Linked DNA regions of Culex pipiens: region 1 is linked to region 2. The links are chromatin contacts, called in public Hi-C maps. All regions are on one chromosome and are shown on one strand. Each heading gives the region's core, a stretch centred on a gene start, on an enhancer-like site or on the middle of the called end of the contact. The rest is flanking DNA. Distances are from core to core; before and after follow the strand shown. Region 1 holds the start of LOC120419705. Region 2 holds the start of LOC120431220.

Region 1 (3,208 bases), core at 593-3,092, 570 kb before region 2:
ATACTTTCATGCCGCCATGCATCACAATCATGCGACCGCCGTTTGGGTGTATCTTTTTGCAACAGCCTCCAACACCCATACTTCCATAGGTCAAAAGTTAGGTAATTTCATGGACTATAAGCCTACGGAAGTAACTTTTTGGCCAATCGCTGTTTTTCTCATAGATTTACGATTTTTCTATAACAAACTTTTTACAACGTCAACTTTTGCCCTGTAGCCCAAGAAGACGACACATTTTGGGCTCAATTTTTACATATTCGGAATCTTCGAGAAATTTCACGTGAGATTGAAGCATTCGAGTCGTAAACTTTATATTGTTTTAATTAAATAAAACCTTTTTCGAAAAAAGTTAGATTTTGTTTACCCTGTGATGAATACCGTAAACTGGGGTCAATCGGGACACATGGGGCGAATTGAGACAGCAGTTTTAACCATGTTGGAGCACAATATTTTGATTTTTCTGGTTGGTTTCGGTTAGAACAGATTTAGGCCAACAAAATGTGTACATCCATTTACAAATTTAAAAGCTTTAAGTGCTCTAACACTGCTGTCCCTATTCAGACTGTAATCCCGATTTACCCCAGATTATGGTACGTCAAATGCTGTATCAAGTAGGCGAATATCTGTTTTACCTCGAATTCAACAAAATGTTAAAAAAATATTTTTTGAAATTCCGTTGTGATACTACTTACATTTCCTGTCATTCTTGAACGACGAAATAGCCTACTTTTCTGTACCAAAAATAACAGAATCGAATAGCAACACTTTTCAAAATCAATGCTGAAAAGTTCTACTTTTCAGCACTGAAATGGGTGCTGAAGAGTTGAACTTTTCAGCACTTGTTTCGAAAAGTAACACTTTTCAACATTTTTTTGATTTAAACGATTTATTGACAAAATACATGAAAATTCGACTTAAAATTTCACTCAATGAGTGTTTTTCGAAATTGCAAAAAATGTTGTATGGAACTCGTTGCAAAACTAGATTTTTTCAACACTCGTCGTATTTATCCAACTCGGTGAACCTCGTTGGATAAATGTACGACTCGTGCTGAAAAAATCCTTTTTTTGCAACTTGTTGCATAAACTACTATTCATTTTAAATGGCATTTTTTTTAAATCAAATTAACAACTCCTTTACTTCAAACTAACGTGAAGTTTCCCGAGGATTCCATATATTTAAAAATTGAGCCCAAAAAGTCATCCATATAATTTCGAAACTGTCTTGAAACATGTACTGTTTCAGTATTTTATGGAAAATATTTACTTTTTATTGGTATCCTTCCAGAGACAGCCATTTTTCTCCCAAAAATAAACAAATTCACCCCAATCAAGCATGTTTTACTATCCAAAGGCAACTCCTCCGGTTCGTTCCCTCCAATCCTGCAACACCCGTAAAACCGACGAGTCCTTCGCACAAGATATCTTCCATCTTTCGTTTACACCCCTATTCTTTTGCCGAAAAATTCTGTCCTTTTTACATTCACCCAACTCTCTAGAGCTGTTGCTGACAGTGTTTGATTTGTTGAGCAGGCTCAACATGTGTGCGTTCGTGTCGTAACAAGCACTTACACAAGTTGAGCAGACACCGTCTGCAACCACAACACGAAGTCACGTCAGTTTTCCCGCGCAAACCTCCGAACGTCGCGCAACATTATCGCGTCGCAACCCGAACGCTCGTGTCCGTACACGCCGGCTACCAACACCACCAAACGCAGTCGGCAGCGCGCACTTCGTGCTTCGGCACGGCCTGCTACGGCTTGTTGATTCTTGTGTATCGCGGAACACGTTTCAACACGTGGTGCTGCTACGAAGTTTCGTGTGCGCTACTGCCGGGCTGCAGTTTTAGTTCTATCTCAGCAGTCGTCGGAAGAGGACGTGTTTTTATACGGAGTGCTCTCTCGAAAGAAGTCGAATCGAAAACGAGCAAGTTCTTTGTTTTGATTGCAAGTCAGGAAGACAAAGTTAGTGCGTTTGGTCGTCGCAGCAGGCGCGTTGTGTTCGGATATTCGTGACTGACGGTGATTAGCAAACCAGGACTTGGCAGTGGAAAACTTTAGTCGGAAAAATCGCGAAACTTGTGGTTTCCCCAATCAGTGACTTGTCGGGGGAAAAATCCCTTAAAATCTTGAACAAAACCAAAACGAATACCGTTTTCGAAAACAATACAAGTGTCAAAACAATGGCAGTGGCGTTCAACGTTCCCTCGGTGCACGAGGACGACGAGGGCCAGTGGAAGCCGGCCAACCAGTTGGGGCAGCCGAACCAGCAGCCCCAACACCAACACCCGCACCATCATCATCATGTTGGTGCAAGCACGAACGTGTCGCAACAGGTTCGGCTGTCGGCCGAGAACGGCCAGCACCGGCTGGTGGCGGCCTTTCACCAGATACTGGCGGCGTATGCCCGGCACGGTGAGTTATCGGGATTTTGCGATAATTGTGCGGGAAGTTTTGTGGAAGAAATGGTGAAGGTGTGGTGTGATAAAATATTCATGAAGAGGTGTGGTGGTCAGGCAGGTGGTGAAATTTTGATCAAGTGCGGAATTTTAGTTGACGCGATAGAAAATTTAATTAATCATGATATCAAATCTCCGGTGAATTTGATAAGTGTTATGTTATGTTTTAAATTGTTTTTTTGAAATTTTATTTTTGGGTGTTTCAACATGACTATGGGTCCCGTCCGTGTGGATCAATCGGACCGCGCACTGGACTCACAATCCAGAGGTCACTGGTTCGAATCCCGCGGCGGGCGCTCTAAAATTCTTTGTGTAAATATGGGTATTCGGCGCCGTCGCTCCGTGCCATACTCTCGTACACTTAGGAGCCCAGGGCGGCGAAGTCCTTGTAGATAAAAAGGAAGACACTAGTGGTTGGTACTAGCAATGGTGGCCGACAGCTATAAAGTCAACTTCGTCGTATGGGTTTCTAAAACATTCAAAGAGCAAAACATAATTTTTAATTAGACCATTAAAAAACCTGAAATAAATAATTTTGATAGACATTTCGCATTTTGTTTCTCAATTAAAAATCAAGCCTGAAATTTCGATTAAAAAAATCTTAAAAGTCTTATAAAATTTTCTTGACAAAAATATCATTGTTTAAATATTTTAAACATTTCATGCTTTTGATTTTTGGCAAGTTTTATTCTGATTCAATTTTACGCTAATCTTTCAGTGGTGAAATTTAGTGAAATATGTTTCTACAAGT
Region 2 (2,832 bases), core at 88-2,587:
TTTTAATTTTTGCCATCTCCTTTTTTTTTTTTTGAATAAAATTGTGTTTTTGCAGTTCCGTTGTGGAACTATCAATTTTTCATGTCATTTGAGAGAGATGAAACAGCCCACTTTTCCATAACCATGAAACAGTGCTGACAAGTAGAACTTTTGAGCACTGTTTAAAGTTTTGCTTTTATGTGTTTTCCTGGTATTTTAACTCATCTGTTTTTTTTTACACTCATCAAATTACCTTGGCTTGCCTATCTTGAAATTACTTGTAGGCAGCTTCATACAGAGCCTTCGATTTTTCCGGAATGTCCATATGACAGTCAGAATCTGTTTCGGACTCACTACTTCGGATCTTGAAAAAAAAACAACTTGACTTGACGGTGTTAGAAAAAAAAATTAGCAATCGGCAGAGCCTGTTGGATGATTGTACGACTTGTACTGAAAAATCTTTAAAAAATACCAATTTGTATCATCAGCAGGCAAAACTTTGTTTTATGATTTTCTGATATTTTTGAAGTTAATATTGAAAATATGCTTTACAAGTTATTTTTTAAATATTTGTTTCAAATTTATTTTTGATTAAATCATTGTTAATCTGAGAAAATAATGGAATTATAGGTTCAGATAGGTTGAAATTATTTTTTTTCTCAAGAATTGATATTGCAAAACTATGCATAAAGTAAATTAAATTTAACCATGAATCAATGGAAATGGCGCTCCACCATCTCGTTGAATCATCACTAAAAGACAAATTTCTTACCCTTTTCCCCTTCACCACCCCTAAAAATTCCATCCCTCAAGGATCTCTCAACCCATGCCCGCAGGATTACTCATCCGCCACCACCACCAAAAAAACGAAACCCCGAAGACACTCCCTCTTTTCCACCAACCATCTCACACCACCGACATCCGATCCACACCGCGACGTGACTTGCTCTGCACACGTGTCGTCGTCGTCGTCGTCATTCCCTCTATCTAGGAACCTCCCAGTTTTCTGTTCTATTCCCGTCGTCACGTGGTGTCGGCGTTGCTTCCTGGTTCATCGCAACACGGCCTACTATTCGTCACGTGTTGCAACGGGAACATCACGTCGCGCGCGACTGTTGCACGTCGCACCGCCAAAAAGTGGAGGGGGTAATACAAAACCAGGTGACGTTGCGTGGAAGGTTGCACGACACGGTCGCAGCAAGCTGCGACGTTGCGCGAAAGCGTTGCAACGTCGCACGGTCACAACCAATACTGTGACGGGTTGTTCGGTGGTGTAGGTGCGTTCGGGTAGGTTCGGCTGGGTATCGGGTTTTTGGATGAGCCGGAGTGTGAGGCAATTTCGATGCAGCAGGACTTTAGTTCAAGTTCGGCAGTCAAGCGGTGTGGATGTTCTGACGGGTTCTTTGTTTGCGCGTTAGTTTGGTTACGTGTGCTCTTCTTCTTCTGTGTTCGAGTTCGTCCCACACGTAGGTTCGGAGCGCTTCTTCGATGTAATTACGGCTCCAAGACTTTCACGTGCCCCGTAGCTTGTTGTGGTGCCAGTCAGCCTGTCCTGCCGCGAAGTGTGTTGTGGTGTACACCAGGAAGGAACAGGTTTCTCGCGTGTGCTTCAGAAGAACTTTTTCGCAGGTCAACAACATTGTGCACAGAACGCTTGACGTGCGTTGCGTGTTGTTTTCGTGGGCTAACAAAAGACGCTTTCATCCGAACCGTTTTCCCGATGTGAGTGCATTGTTGTGAGATAAGTTGAGACGGTTAAAAAACACTTTTTTAAAAGACTGACAGACGCCCATCAGCCAACATGGCGATCGCGTTCTACTGCGAGGAAGAGGAGGACCCCAAGGGCTACTACGATTCGTATGGATACGGCTACCAGTTGCAGTCGCAGCAATCACAGCATGCTGCTACTGCACCGCCAGCTACTGGAAGTCAACAACCAGTAGCGCAGCAGGCCGCAAGTGGTGATGATGAAAACAACAACAACAGCAACAACTGTGCGTTGCACGGAAGCTCGCCGCTAACGGCAGACGTCGTCAACAACCGGCAACTGATGCGAGTCGTCCTGCACCAGGTGTTGTATCGGTGTACGATGGAAGGTAAGAGTGCTTGTTTGGTTTTGTTTTGCTTTTTTTATTTTTGTTTTATTTAATTTCTGACGATGTGCTGACCGCACCTCACACGATTGGTGAAGATGAAGTGATGAAATATGGTGAAAATGTTGCACTATTGTAAAGAGGTGTGTGTTTGGGGTCAAGTGATGTGGCGGATCGAAGAAGGCTGTGAAAGTGGGAGGAATAGGGTTGTGCAACAATTGAAGGTTAATTATTTTCATTTCTCGTGATTAAATATTGTCAGCAAATATTTAAACATTTAAAATCAGTCAAAGAGTTGTCACACAGAAGTGAGATTTGAACAAGAAATCAAAAATACTTTAAAATTGTAAAAATTACTTATGGTTTTAAATTAAACCAGCATAATTTGCATGATTTTGTGTCAATAACGCTTTCTAGACCCACTGAAAATTGCTCACGTTATAATTATACACTGAGTGGGAAACATCCTATCACGTTCAAAACGCAACTATTTTCCATTTTTTTAAACAAACAAATCAAGAATTTTTTATAAGACAGTAGTTTGTAGGCAAAAATTGTCTGTTGTAAAAGAATAGATCTACGATTTCGCGAATCGACTTTTCTTTAATTTGGATGATGTCAAGAAGAAGTCATTTTGCATGATTAGTGTTTCTATTGAAGTCTCCATACAATTTTCGAGGCTGGTCGTAAAAAAATGGTTATGTAAATGTATGAAACTCTGTATCTTGAGAAGTGAGTTTCTGATAGATTTGGTGTCTTG

What was found. A called contact is a pair of places that touch in the nucleus more often than the background predicts.
Region 1: a Hi-C map of whole pupa shows a contact between it and region 2, with 7 times the contacts expected there. The contact joins the promoter of LOC120419705 here to the promoter of LOC120431220 in region 2. A contact is called at or near these places in 2 of 3 Hi-C or Micro-C datasets (embryo and whole pupa).

The regions. Positions count from the first base shown.
Region 1 is chr1:49,526,772-49,529,979 of TS_CPP_V2, reverse strand. It overlaps LOC120419705, which reads left to right and starts at 1,842. Exons shown (of 3, transcript XM_039582493.2): 1 at 1,842-2,413. The coding sequence starts at 2,182.
Region 2 is chr1:48,955,799-48,958,630 of TS_CPP_V2, reverse strand. LOC120431220 reads left to right here and starts at 1,337. Exons shown (of 3, transcript XM_039596363.2): 1 at 1,337-2,075. The coding sequence starts at 1,781.